Linked DNA regions of Sus scrofa: region 1 is linked to region 2. A link is a contact called in public Hi-C data. All regions are on one chromosome and are shown on one strand. Each heading gives the region's core, a stretch centred on a gene start, on an enhancer-like site or on the middle of the called end of the contact. The rest is flanking DNA. Distances are from core to core; before and after follow the strand shown.

What was found. A called contact is a pair of places that touch in the nucleus more often than the background predicts.
Region 1: a Hi-C map of liver shows a contact between it and region 2, with 2.6 times the contacts expected there. The contact joins the promoter of CCM2 here to the promoter of IGFBP1 in region 2. A contact is called at or near these places in 1 of 5 promoter capture datasets (liver) and 2 of 47 Hi-C or Micro-C datasets (both in liver).

Annotation. Positions count from the first base shown.
Region 1 is chr18:50,447,401-50,454,047 of Sscrofa11.1, forward strand. It overlaps CCM2 (cerebral cavernous malformations 2 protein), which reads right to left and starts at 3,042. Exons shown (of 10, transcript XM_021079071.1): 1 at 2,590-3,042. The coding sequence starts at 2,619. LOC100739791 (a long non-coding RNA gene) reads left to right here and starts at 3,112. Exons shown (of 6, transcript XR_002340445.1): 1 at 3,112-3,126.
Region 2 is chr18:50,020,170-50,027,183 of Sscrofa11.1, forward strand. IGFBP1 (insulin like growth factor binding protein 1) reads right to left here and starts at 2,630. Exons shown (of 4, transcript NM_001195105.1): 1 at 2,275-2,630; 2 at 687-871. The coding sequence starts at 2,620.

The sequences.
Region 1 (6,647 bases), core at 1,792-4,291, 430 kb after region 2:
TCTGTCTGGCCTGCCTATGGGAAAATGAGCCGGGGCATCGGCAGAGCACAAAGAAAACACAGAACGCCCAGCTTAGGCGACTCCGTAATAACCCATCACCTCCTCTAACAGAGAGAGTGACAGGTCCTGCCCTCCTCTGAGCCTCCACCTTCCCGGTGCCTGCCCCCGCCCCTCCCCCACTATAAAAGGTGGTGGGGTTTTTTTTGGTTTTTTTTTTTTTTGCCTTTTTAGGGCAGCACCCATGGCATGTGGAGGTTCCCAGGCTAGGGGTCAAATCAGAGCTGCAGCTGCCTGCCTACACCACTGGATCCGAGCCACGTCTGCGACCTACACCACAGCTCTCGGCAATGCCAGATCCTTAACCGACTGAGTGGGGCCAGGGTTGAACCCAAGTCGTCATGAATACAAGTCAGGTTTGGTACCCCTGAGCCATGATGGGAAGCAGTTGCACTGGTGTTTAACCTCTATTCCAAAGGCTCAGGAATGTGTTACCTCTTTGTCTCTCTCAATATTGCTGAACGCTCAAATGTTTCTACCAAAGCTGATAGAAGGCTCTAGAGAAAATGCAGTCATTCTCATGCTTCCCTGGCAAGACAGGATAGCATGCATGTGGAAGGAGTAACCCTCCTTAGCAGGCCCTGTTTGGACGGACTGTCGAAGACTCTGTGGGGCCAAAACAGGTCCTCTGCTAGGACTGGACAGGCTCCTCTATGGAACGCCGGCAGCCAAGAGCACTGGACACAGGCCATGCCCTACTAGGGCCCTGGCCCGCCTGCCCACCTGTGGCAGGGAACAGTAGAACTGACTGCATTTCACATGGTGCCTCCTCTCCGCTTTGGCAGAAACGCTGAACTCAGCGCTCCCGCTCCCGCTGTGCAGTGGCCGGCGTCCCCCTGAGGTCTGTCGCTTGCCGGCTGAATCCCCTTCTCGGGTTGCTTTCCAGACCTCAACCATCTTTGTAGAGAACTGCAACTGACACTGCACTTAAATTAGATACGAGTATTTTTTGTTTGTTTGTCTTTTTAGGGCTGAACACACAGCATACAGAGGTTCCCAGGCTAGGGGTCCAATCAGAGCTGTAGCTGCCGGCCTACACCACAGCCACAGCAACGCGGGATCCGAGCCGAGTCTGCAACCTACACCACAGCTCACGGCCATGCCAGATCCTTAACCCCCTGAGAAGCCAGGGATCGAACCCATGTCCTCATGGATGCTAGTCGGGTTCGTTAACCGCTGAGCCACGACGGGAACTCCAGACGTGTGTATGGATAACATAAGAAAGGAAGGAGTAAAGGAGGTGGGAGAAGCGGCATTACACAGTCCTCTGAAGACCACCTGCCTGCACTTCCCTTCAAATACCTCAGTAAAATGGGGCACCCTGCGATGCGTAATCATCGCCGCAAGGACGGCTGCCTCTGAAAAGCAGAGGGTCGCGGAATTTATCAAGGTCTTTTATTAAACTTGTGTATAAAAGTGCACACACATTTATCAAAACGAAAATAATAGGTAAGACACGTCAATTATAAAGCCTGTATTTGAAAAAGATGCACTGCATTGAAACCCATTTTCCATTTTGATGACAGCTTATCCCACGTGGTTATTTGTCTCCGAAAAATGGTGAGTTTATCGATTACTCTAGCCTGTAATTAAAGCCACACTTTTAAAATTACACAGACTGAGGAACCTCTTGAACTATGTCCTAAATCTAACTGCCAAACATAACATCACTGAAATCACTCAGCTGGGATTAGGTAGAGCAAAACTCGACCTCTGCGGGCCTACCGTGAGTGAGCCTGCTGTACCATGAAACACGGTTTTTGCTTTTACTTGATACCCCAAAATTGAAGTCAACTCAGCAGCAAATGTTTCTCCATTACCGTACACCCCATTTTCTCAAAGATACTAACCCTGGAAAACTTTCTGGCCCATAACCAGGGCCAGCTCCTCTGCAGCCCCTGGTCACTGACCCGCGGGGAAGGCCATGTGGACAGCCTGGGTTTGGGGCAGAGTTACTGACCGGAAGGGGCGGAAAGGCGTGGCTCCTTCCTCCCCCGCGCTCCCGGCCGGCAAAGGACCACCTAACCCCATTGTCCAGGGGCTCGCCTCGTACTCCATCGCGCAGAGACCGACTCCCACGACCCTGTCCGGGACTGACCGTGGACTGTCCACCGGGGGGCCCTGGCCTGCCCGCCACGCTCACCCCAACCGCGGGTGCCTCCGGGCCTCTCCACGCCGGACTTCCAACCTGGGGCCTCTCCACGCCGGACTCCCGCCCGGGACCTCCCTGTGCCTGGCCTCCCCACGCCGGAGTCCACACGCCAGACTCCCGTCCCGGACCTCCCCACGCCTCGCCTCCCCACACTGAACCTCCCAAATCAAAACTCCCCTCCACGGACCTCCCGAAACCAGACTTTCCCACGCCCCGCACCGGCAGACCGACAGGCGGCCCCGAGCGACCCTCCCGCGTCCCCCTCACTCCCCCCCTAGTCCCAGCCCCAGACCCTCCGCCTTCCGCCAGCCTCCTGCCTTGGTCGGGGGTCCAGCCCACCCCGCGCCCGGCCCTCGGGAGGACGCGCCCCGCAGCCTCACCTTCTTGCCCTTCTTGCTCTCTTCCTCCATGTCGCCGCGAGCGGCCCCCGCGGCCCGGCCCGCCCCGGGAGCCCCGCGCCGCCCGCGGCCGCTACATGCTCGCCCCGGCCCCGCGGCCGCCGCCGCTCCTGCGCCGCTAGCCTGGCCGCAGTCTCCTCCCGCGGCCGCCAGGGGCCGTCCGCGCCCTGCACCCCGCACCCCGCACTTCCGGACCGAGGGCGCAGCCCCGCCCCCGCGACCACGCCCCGCCCCGCGCGCGCACGCCCCCTCGGCCCACACGCTCCGCCCCCAGCCCTTCCAGGCGGCCGAGAACGCGCCTGCCCTGCCCGCCCCTTTCAGGGCCGCGGGAGCGCGCCTGTCGCGCCCCTGTCCCACCCCACGCCCTTCAGGGAGGGCCTGCAGCCCGCGCCCACAAGCCCGGCGCCTCAGGGCCGCACGAGCGGCTCCAGCGTTTCAATTCTGCCGCCATCTTTTGGGCAGCCAACTTCCCAGCCTGCCTCACGCTCAAGCAGATTAGGCTCAGGCCGCCAAGAAACGGTGGGCGGGGCCGGCGGGAGGGGCGGGGCCTGTGGGAAGGTGAGGACGGGAAGTGGGGGTGTGGGGGCTCTGGGAGGGGCTGGCGAGAGGGGGCGCGGTCATCGGAGGCGGGGCTGCGGACCGGAGTGGTTGGCGGGAGTGGGAGGGCGGGGCCTGCAGGAAGGTGAAGGCGGGAAGACCTGGGCGGGGCTGCTCGAGGAGCGGGGCCTCGGGGAAGGGGCACAGGACCACTCCCTTTCCTTTCTCCCTTTGCCCTTCTTTCGTGTGGGTGCAGTGAAACTTTTTGCTAAGACTTCCTGTGTTTCAGCGTCAGCCTTCCTTAGACAAACACGTTGGGAAAGTTTAAATGCAACAGCGAGTACGTCCGGACCCTACCAGAATAAAATGTAGAACGGGAGTTCCCTTCGTGGCTCAGTGGTTAACGAGTCCCACTAGGAACCATGCGGTTGAGGGTTCGATCCCTGCCCTCGCTCAGTGGGTTGGGGATCCAGCGTTGCCCTGAGCTGTGGTGTAGGTTGCAGACGTGGCTCGGATCCCGTGTTGCTGGGGCTGTGGTGCAGGCTGGCGGCTACAGCTCCGATTAGATCCCTCACCTGGGAACCTCCGTATGCTGCGGATGCGGCCCTAGAAAAGACAAAATGAATAAATAAATAAAACCTAGAACCTTTTTTTTTTTTTTAATGGCACATAGAGGTTCCCAGGCTAGGGGTCGAAATGGAGCTACAACTGCCGGCCTACACCACAGCCACAGCCACGCAGGATCTGAGCTGTGTCTGCGACCTACACCACAGCTCACAGCAACACGGGATCCTTAACCCACTGAGCGAGGCCGGAGATCAAACCTGCAACCTCATGGTTACTAGTCGCATTGGTTTCCTCTGCACCACAAAGGGAACTCCCACACACAGAACCTTAATAGTCACCTAGAAATAACAGCCACCTTTTACCGATGAGGTCCAGAGAGATGGTTTGCCCAAAACACACTGTGAAGTGGAGTCAGCAGCAGCAGGCCCACTGTTTTGCCACCAAACAGCTGCCAGTAAGAACCCTGCTGTTCAACTAAAATGTAAACTGATACCAAACAAAACAATATTTGTCTCGACTGGTTAACTTTTTAGAGTGTTAGATCCTGTGCCAGGGGTCAATGGTCTCTCTCTCGGCTCCCATCGTGGGATGGAGCTGGGCCCTTTGAGCTGTCCTCCCTTGCCAGGCGGCCCAGTGTGAAGCTTTGCGGGTAGAAACTGCAGGGAGGCAGTGCAGGAGGAAGGAGCTTTACTGCCTGGTTCCAGTGAGCTTTCTGAAAAAGCACCTGCAGAAAGAGGCCTCTAAAGCACCCACCTTCCTACATCAAGGGTAACTTCTCCAGCTCCAGGTTCTCGCAAGCACCTGGCTCTCCAGTGCCGGGAGCACCCAGCTCCCCTGTGGTCTGAGGTCGGCGAGACGCCGCCTTCAGGAACAGTTTTCCCACACTCTGGAGGGTGGACTACAGCAAGTTCTGCCAGCACTTCTCTGCCATTCCTTGAGCAGAGCTGTTCTCTACCAAAGGCTGGACCTCAGCCTGGGGGGGTTGAGGGGGCGAGGTTATTCCTCAGAAGCTTAGCACTCAGAATAGTAGCTGCCCTTATATCTACTATCATTGTGGCCTTCAGAGTTCTCTCCATTTTTTCTTAACTTTTTTAAAAATTGAAGTAGAGTTGATTTACAATGTTGTGTTAATTTCAGGCATCCAGCAAAGTGAGTCAGTTATATATATTCGTTTTCAGATTCTCTTCCCTTATAGGTTATTACAAAAATACTGAGGGTAGTTCTCTGTACTATCCAGTAGGTCCTGTTGGTTACCTATTTTATGTATAGTAGTGTGTATATGTTAATCCCAGACTCCAAATTAATCCCTCCCCCTCCCTTCACTTTTAACAGCCATTCCCTTGTTACTGTAATTCTCTGTATTAAACCCTTCCTGCACTGTTTGTCTCCTGATTGGACCCTATTAGATAAAGACACCAAAGAAACAAGTAGTCCCCAGCACTCCCTAAAGGCATTAGGTACTGCAGTCCCTGGGTACATAAAGCAGAAGTGTGGGAAATGACCTTTCAGTCTCCCTCCTGCAATAGTTTAGCTTGCCACATGCACAGACACGAATAACGCAGTGCATTCAGTGGTTGTTCCATCCACCACTACGGAACATTGGTCTGATATTTTAAGATCTTCCACTGATGTACCTTTCCATAGTTGTCTCTCTGTAACACTGTAAATAACGCTACTAAAACTTCCCTTAACCTAGGTTTAGGAAAAACTCACTCAACTCCTATATTTCTCCTTACTCTCACACGACAACCACTCTTGACACTTCTGACACCAGATGTGTGGGCATTTTTCCCACACCAAGCAATTCTTCAACACCAGCTGTGTCCTACACTTTAACTCAATTCTGGAGAGAGCATCAGATCCCACCGGTCAAGGGCTCAGTCCCACAAGACTGCCCTGCTCCCCACTTCAGATGACAACAAAAGTCCAGGTTGTTACCTCTGCCTCTGACCAGTCAGCTGTAAACTGAATGTTCCCAGGACTCCTCCTTGGGTTCAATTAATGTGCTAGAATGGCACAAAAACTCAGAAAAATAGTTTATTGTTTATCAGCTCATTGTAAAAGGATATGACAAAGATCCAGATAAAAGAGATGCCTAGGAGTTCCCATCGTGGTTCAGTGGAAACAAACCCAACTAGTACCCATGAGGATGTGGGTTTGATCCCTGGCCTCGATCTGTAGGTTAAGGATCCTGTGTTGCAGATGCGGCTTGGATCTGGTGTGGCTGTGGCTGTGGCTGTGGCATTGACCCCTAGCCTGGGAACTTCCATATGCTACACCAGCAGCCCCGAAAAGTTTTTTTTAAAAAAATGGGATTTCCCCATCTTGGACCACAGTGGAAACAAATCCGACTAGAAACCATGAGGTTTCGGGTTCGATCCCTGGCCTCAATCAGTGGGTTAGGGATCCAGAGTTGCCGTGAGCTGTGGTGTAGGTCGAAGACACAGCTCCAATCTGGCATTGCTGTGGCTCTGGTGTTGGCCGGCAGCTACAGCTCCGATTGGACCCCCGGCCTGGGAACCTCCATATGCCGAGGGTGCTGCCCTAAAAGACAAAAAGACCAAAAAAAAAAAAAAAAAGTGAGAGATGCCTGGGGATGTGTGTGGGAAGGGGCTTGCTCTGAACACCACACTCTTCTGGCCCCTTCATGTGTTCACCAACCCAGATCTTCTAACTATTGGAATTTTATGGAGACTTCATCATATAGGCATGATCTTATTTTTTCCTAGTAATGGTATTTATTTAAATTGTTTAAAAACTTTGAAATCATGTTGGTTTACATGGCATGATTGAATATTAACTGCATTTCCTCTCTGGAGGATGAAGGGTGAAGCTGAAAATTCCAAGCTTCTAATCACGGTCTTTCTGGTGGCCAGCTTCTATCCAGACACCATCCAGGAGCCCAACTTACATCAACTCAGAACAAAGACATTCCT
Region 2 (7,014 bases), core at 1,380-3,879:
GGGTACAGCTCCCTGAATGGAGGCCTCAGTAACAGACGTTCTAAATTTTGAGCATCGTTCCTGTGCCATCTACAAGGTTCGTTAAACAAAACCAAAATCATTGGACAACTGGAGATAAGGGTGAAACTTGCTCCACGTGTCATCATTTCAAGATGAAACTCTGAAGGGCCCAGGAAATGGTTCATCCCTCTGCTTTCCTGGGGATGCCTGCTGGTAGAAGTGACTTTCTTTTTATGGCAAATCAACCCAAGTCACTCCAACTTTGGTTCTCTGGCGCCCTCAAGGGGTAGAACTGAAAACAGACATCGGTTAAGATGCCGTGGGATTTGGTGTTTCACGGGGACAGGGTTTCCGTTTGGGAGGATGAGAAAGTTCTCAAGATGGGCGGTGGTGACGGGGAGTGCCACTGAATGGTAAAAATGCTAACTTTTATTATGAAGACCGATACCCTGATTTTAGAGATGAGCTCAGAGACATGAGATAATACATCTCAAGTTGCACAGGACAAGCTGCATTTTCTTTCCATCCAGCAGCCTCCTCTGCTGAAAGCGCTGGTGTTAAAAGCTCAACAAAGCTAAGCTGAGAGATGTCTTTGGGAGGAAACGTGTTTCTATCCAGGGCTCAGAACCGGACCAGCACCGCCCAGCAGGTCCAAGCGAAAGAGTCCACCTGCCCCGGGGCCTCACCTTCCACTTCTTGATGTCGGTGGCCTCGAGAGCCTTCATGCTCTCATAATTATTGATGGCGTTCCAAAGGATGGGCAGGTCTTCGCTGGACGTGGCCATCAGGTGGAAACTGTCCAGGAGCTGCTCCTGGGTCATCTCTGTGCTCTCAGGGGACGTAGTCTCTGGGGCAGCGGGGTCCTTTGTCTCTGAAAACAGAAAGTCAAAAGCCCATGAGCCCCTCTGCCAAGCATTTGCCGCCACTGACAGGTGCCTCCCTTCGTGCAGAACCAGACCAGGACAGGATGCTTGTGCTGACCCAGACTACCGCCTCCTCCCCCTTTAAAGGAACTTCTGATGGTTTCGGAGGACAGGGATGACCCAACGGCAAGGCCAGTTCTGTTCTGGGAAAATAGTAAACCTCAGGCTTGGCCAGAGTGCCCTGTGGTTTTGCTTCTGAAGTAGCCACAGGCGCATTTGTGGAAGCCTGGGAAGAGACCTGAGAAAGCCATGGATTTGCAGTTCAGTTCCCCAGAACTCATCCTCAGCTTTCCCATCGGTAAAATGGGAGGTCAGTAATTCTCTGTGAACAGATGGTAGGATTCATCTGGAAATGGGGTCTGTGTGGCTGCTCTACCCCCTTTTATTCCAGGGGTTCTGCCTTCCCACAAAGTAACTTCTTTACAACCCTGGGAGGACAAGGGGGCAACTTTCTTGCAGAGCCCTAGGGTTTGATGTGGTGCTTGGACAGAAGAATAGAGAACTGGCTTTCCCTGACGGGGGGGAGGGTGTCATGTCTTTTGAGGAGCATAGCTATGACTCCATTTCATTGACTCTGAAGGCAGAGAACCAGCCCGAAAACCCTGTCCCCTCCAGTCCCATGCTCCAGCAGGTCCCTGTCAGTGCCCAGAGCCTCAAGAGTCCTCCAAGAATCGCAGACTCACACTGGACACGCCGCCTCCCCAACAGGGGGGTAGGGAGAGGGGGCAGCGGAGGAGGCATTTCCTCTGCTTCCCACTACAAATAAATCACCGCTAAATTCAGGAAAGTTCTGATTGTCAAGCTGTGAGGAGGCAGCACACACATCAAACACTGTTTTTCTATGGCCATGAATGCAAGCGTAGTTTTTAGCCTAAACTTTCACATTATGTTCTGTAAACATCTGGGAAGCACATAGTGTCTGCACAGGACGTATATTACAAAGGACATTCCAAACACTTCCCAGGAGGCCCACAGGCCGGGGCTCCCACGGCAGGCTTTCCCGAAAGCCGGTCCACTGGCAGAGAGGAGGGCCAGGGGCGCCTGGAGTGGCACCCCACTGCCCGGGGCACCCCCATCACCTCCTCCTGCCTCATGTCTGGATATCTAGGGGTCCGTGGACTGCCCAGCAGGGCTGGGCTCCCTTCCCAACTCGCCCACCAAGCTGTGCATGTCCGACCCTCCCCGAGGGGACCCCCGGAAGGACCGTGAAACACTGGGGTTCCTCTGGATGACCTAAAATCTTTTCTCCTTAAAGGCTTTGGCCGAAAGCTCCCATGGGCTGCGGGCTTTGGTGAGCCCCTGCCCTGTTCGCCCCAGGAAAGGGACCCCAGTGGGTGGGAGATGGTGGTACCTGTGGCCTCGGCGCTGGGCGCAGGCATGCAGGCTCCCTGGCCGCGGGTGAGGGCGTGCAGGGGCCGCGGCTCCCCGGGCAGGGCTCGGCAGCTGAGCCCGCGGGCACAGCGGGCAGTGGCCACGCCGCAGGCGGCACCCAGCGGCAGGGCGCACGTCGGGCAGCAGCCGCAGCCGGCGGGCCGGGTGGCCTCCGGGCACGAGGCGGGCACGGGCGGGCAGAGCGCGAGCCTCTCGGCGGAGCAGGGCGCGCAGTGCCAGGGCTGGGGAGCGCCGGCGGCCGCGCCGAGCTGCAGGGCAAGCGAGAGCAGGAGCGGCCAGGCGCGGACAGCGGGGACCTCGGGCATCGCTGGGCGGGGGTGGTGGTCAGGAGCAGGTGCCCACTGGGAGGCGACGCGGTGGCCGATGCTGGCTGCGCGGTGGCGGTGGCGCTGGTGCGGCGGCTGATGCCCGCTGGGCGCCGCGTGCACCTTTATGAAGGGCGCGGGCCGGGCCACCTGCACCCGCGGTTAATGATTGACAGAGCCGCGCGCTTGAGCCCGGTGTTCAAAATAAGTTTGTTTTGCTCGTAGGCTCAAGGCCCTGCGCAAACCGTGGGTGGAAGGAGGGTAAACGGTTCAGGTTTCATACGGTGTTTGCCCCGTTGTTAGGGTTCCCACCTGGAGCCAAAGTGCAGCTTCAGCCAGGAGAGCAATGCCAGGTGGAGGGTGGCGCTGGCTTGTTTTGTTCAAGGGTCATGCTCGGCCGGAGCCTGCTGATGCTCCTGGGGACCCAGGGAGAATCCCAGAGATGAGCTGGGCAAGGCCAGGGCACTTGCCAGTTTGCAAGCAGGAAACAGGAAGGAAGGATGGGCTTAGAACTCAGGTCGTTGCAAGCCAACGTTGAAAGCGAAGCCCAGAACTGCTTCTCTCCCTGCAGGAAGAAGGTCCCCAAAGCCCCTTAACTGCTGTCTGCAGAGCCTTCCCCAGGAGGAAAGAAGAAAGGAAAGGGACAGATCCTCCCTGGGCAGTGCCAGGCTCTGGCATCTCACCACAGCCTCCAGAGATCCAGCTTTGTTTGTTTGCTTGCTTATTAAAGTATAGTTGATTGACAACGTTTGCCAATTTCTGCTGTACAGCAAAGTGACCCGGTCATACCTATATATGCATGTATTTCTCATACTATCTTCCAGCACATTCTATCCCAAGAGATTGGACATAGTTCTCTGTGCTGAATGACAGGACCCCATTGCTCATCCTTCTAAATGTCATTGTTTGCATCTACGGACCTCATCCCACTTAACTGAGCTTCCAGAGAGGGGAAGGGCTCAGAGCCGTTCAGAGAAGGGTCCAAGGCTGCAGAACGGAATGCAGACCCCAAGCCTCCTCTGACTTTCAGCCTCAGTCCAAATTTTTATGGGGCGTCCACTCCCAAGGCTACCGCTCTGTTAAAATTCCTGCTTCTGGATATTCCCTTGGGCGGAAGGAACAATGTGCCTTCAAAGACAGTAAGAAACGGGCCTGCCCGTGCCCAGATTCTGTAGGCGCTCTCTGGCACCCTAAACCTGGACACCGGGCAGCTGTTGCCAAAGGGAAGGCAGCCTCATATTTACGGATAGAGAAACATCGCCACTGTTGTGCCCGATAAGCACAATTTTCAAGTGAAAACGAGAAGGTACGGAATATGCTATTGGTTTTGCTATTAGTTTTGCACCAAAAAAAAAAAAAAAAAAAAGTAATATGAATGCAGATGTCACTGTGATTCTAAATGTATTGACTATTTCGAGAAGAATATGTAAGAAAGTGATACTTTCCTGCCCTGGAGGGAGAGGTAGGAAGTTAGGTGTCTGAGAAAGAGACTGGTTTTCCCTTCACACTGGTTCTCTTTTTTTTTTTCTTTTTTGGCCGCCCTGTGGCATATGGAGTTCCCAGGCCAGGGATCAGATCCCAGCTGCAGCTGTGGCAACGCCCGATCCTTAACCCACTGTGCCTGGCCAGGGATCGACCCTGCCTCCCAGTGCCAAATATGCCACCCATCCCCTGGCACCCCAGCTCCTTTGTAGCCTTCTGGATATCTTTCTGAATTTACATTATGAGGGCATCTCACCACAGCCCCCAGAGACCCATCTCGTTTGTTTGGTTGGTTGGTTGGTTGGTTTTTCTTAAAGGATAGTTGCTTTCTGTTGCACAGCAAAGCGACCCATGTCTCACACTCTCCTCCATCACGTTCTATCCCAAGCGATGGCATATCATTTCCTGAGCTGTAGAGTAGGAGCTTATTTCTTATCCATTCTAGATTGCAAATCCATTTAGGATTTACGTTATCTAGTAAATGCTGCATTATTTGGTGTTATCGGGTACTTACGTTATGTATCTTATCTCAAGAAAGAATGAGTAAAATTAATTTACTAGCTTTTTTTTTCCCCTAGCTACCTCACTGGCTGTGTGGCCTTAGGCAACTTACTTGTTTGTGTTCTACCACTACTGTGTCAATAAATTGTAACACACACACACACACACACACACACACACACACCAGCATCTCCTCAGCAAACCATCAACATAAGCTTGGTGAGAACATTTGCAGGTGGAAGTTCACAGTCATATTGGTTGTTTTTTTACAGAACAAAAGTCAGTGTCCGGTGAAGGAGCTGACCAATGCTTTTGACCTTTTAACATTATTTTCGAGGTGAGTTCCTAAACGATTTCACTTCCCTCAAAAGAACTGGAATTTTCCAGCTCTGAATTTTCTCTCTTGGCTTTCTCGATTTAGAATCAGTATGCCCACTTAAAATGTTTTCGGAATGACACACATGACGGAGAGAATCATCTGGTAAATGCCTGGGGCCCGCCTCCTGTGTGCCTGGCAGTTTGCCAGCCCTGGACAGTTCACCCAGTTGCGCACTAGCCCAGCGAGGTCCCTCCCTCCCTCTCCCAGGCCTTGGTCATCCTGCACGCAGTAGAAGTTCCTCTCCTGGGGGATCAATGTCCCAAATGTTTCCATGGCTTACCTCGGAGCAGCAGCAAACCAAATGGCCCTCAACCCAGAGAGAGGTCTCCCTGCTCCCAGCCCCACTGGCCCAAATGGGCAGGATGCTTCCTCGAGGCCTGTGTAGGTAGGCTGTCCCTCTGTCCTGTGGGGTGAGCTGCCCTCCCCTGGCATGTCAAGAGGTACTTGCTCTTGGGCTCATTTCCAGGCACATCCTGAATCCCAGGGCCTGCTGCCCAGCGGTGAGCATCCACAGCCTGGCCTGGCCTTCCACGCTCCCTGCAGTCTGACTTCGGGTCTGGCCCCTGTTAGCATGAGGGGGTGCTCTCCCGTCTTACGTGTTGTAGCCTCCTCACTTGCCTCTCCTAACCCCAGCCCGACAGACTCCTGTTCATTTTCCAGCCTTGATGTCCCCCCCACCTCCAGAAAAAAAAAATCACCATCGTACCTCCATAACTTTCTTCTCCCTGTTCTCCATGCCCAAATTTCTATCATCCTATCACCTACATCTCGCTGGCATCCACATTTCCCCGTTATCTGCATCCCTGTACTCCAGCATCTCTCCATCATCCGCATCCCTCTATTCCATCATGTCTCTATCATCCAGCCATTCATGTCTCTCTACTCCAGTATCTCTCCCTCCATATCGAAAGCTCATTCTTCCAGGAGTCTATTCTAGCTGCCCCCACAGCCATCCCTGAGAATGAGGTGCCTTTTCTTCCAGCCCTCTCCATTCTCCCCCACACAGCAGGTGTCTGGAGCTTCCTGACATTCTTTCCCCCAGCAGAGAACACACAGCGGGACGGGAGCTGGCCTCCCATTGCTGCAGGGACAGAACTAGGTATGGGGAGAGGGCTAACTGTGCCACGCGCACAGTCTAGCAAGAGACCTGCTCTGTCGAGCACCAGTTAGAAGCCCATCCTTGTAAGGGTGTTAGCGGAGGGTTCAGAGAGCGGGGCATAGGTAGAGAAAGAGTCCAAGCTGTGCCCGGGCACTTCCTTGGCTGGCTGCCCCCGGACAGGCTTGGGCAGGGCTGAGATGTACAGGTCATCAGAGAGCCCTGGAAAGATCGAGGGGAGCAGCCCTGGAGACCAGAGACTGTTTCCAGCACCCCTCATTCTGGCGTCCTTTCAAGCCAGGCCCCAAGGGAGGCCCTGCGCACACTTTTCTGCCCATGGAAGGGCCTTTGGGAGTGTATTTGGGGGATTGGGAGTGAAAAGTAGTTTAGGGGGTGCAAATGGGAAGTTTTCAGAGCTGAATCTGTATCTTTTTTTTTTTTTTTTTCGTCTTTTGTCCTTTTAGGGCTGCACCAGCAGCATATGGAGGTTCCCAGGCTAGGGGTCTAATCGGAGCTGTAGCCACCGGCCTATGCCACAGCCACAACAATTCAGGATCTGAGCCATGTCTGCGACCTACACCACAGCTCACAGCAACGCCGGATCCTTAACCCACCGAGCGAGGCCAGGAATCAAACCTGCAGCCTCACGATTCCTAGCCGGATTTGTTTCCGCTGCGCCACAACAGGAACTCTCTGAATCTGTATAGTATCAACAAGGCCAAACAAAGCATTACATTCACGGAGTCCCAGATGTAAATTTTCTGCTTTTTGCCAAGGAGAGGAAACTACCGTTCCCGCCACAGGAAAGCAGAGGAGCTGCGCTTGATCCGGGCAGCCCCTCTGTGTGGTCCCAGGAGACACAAACTGAATGGGGCCACACAGATGTCATGCTGCCTCACAGCACAGCCCCTCTGCCTGCAGGATCTAGGGATACAG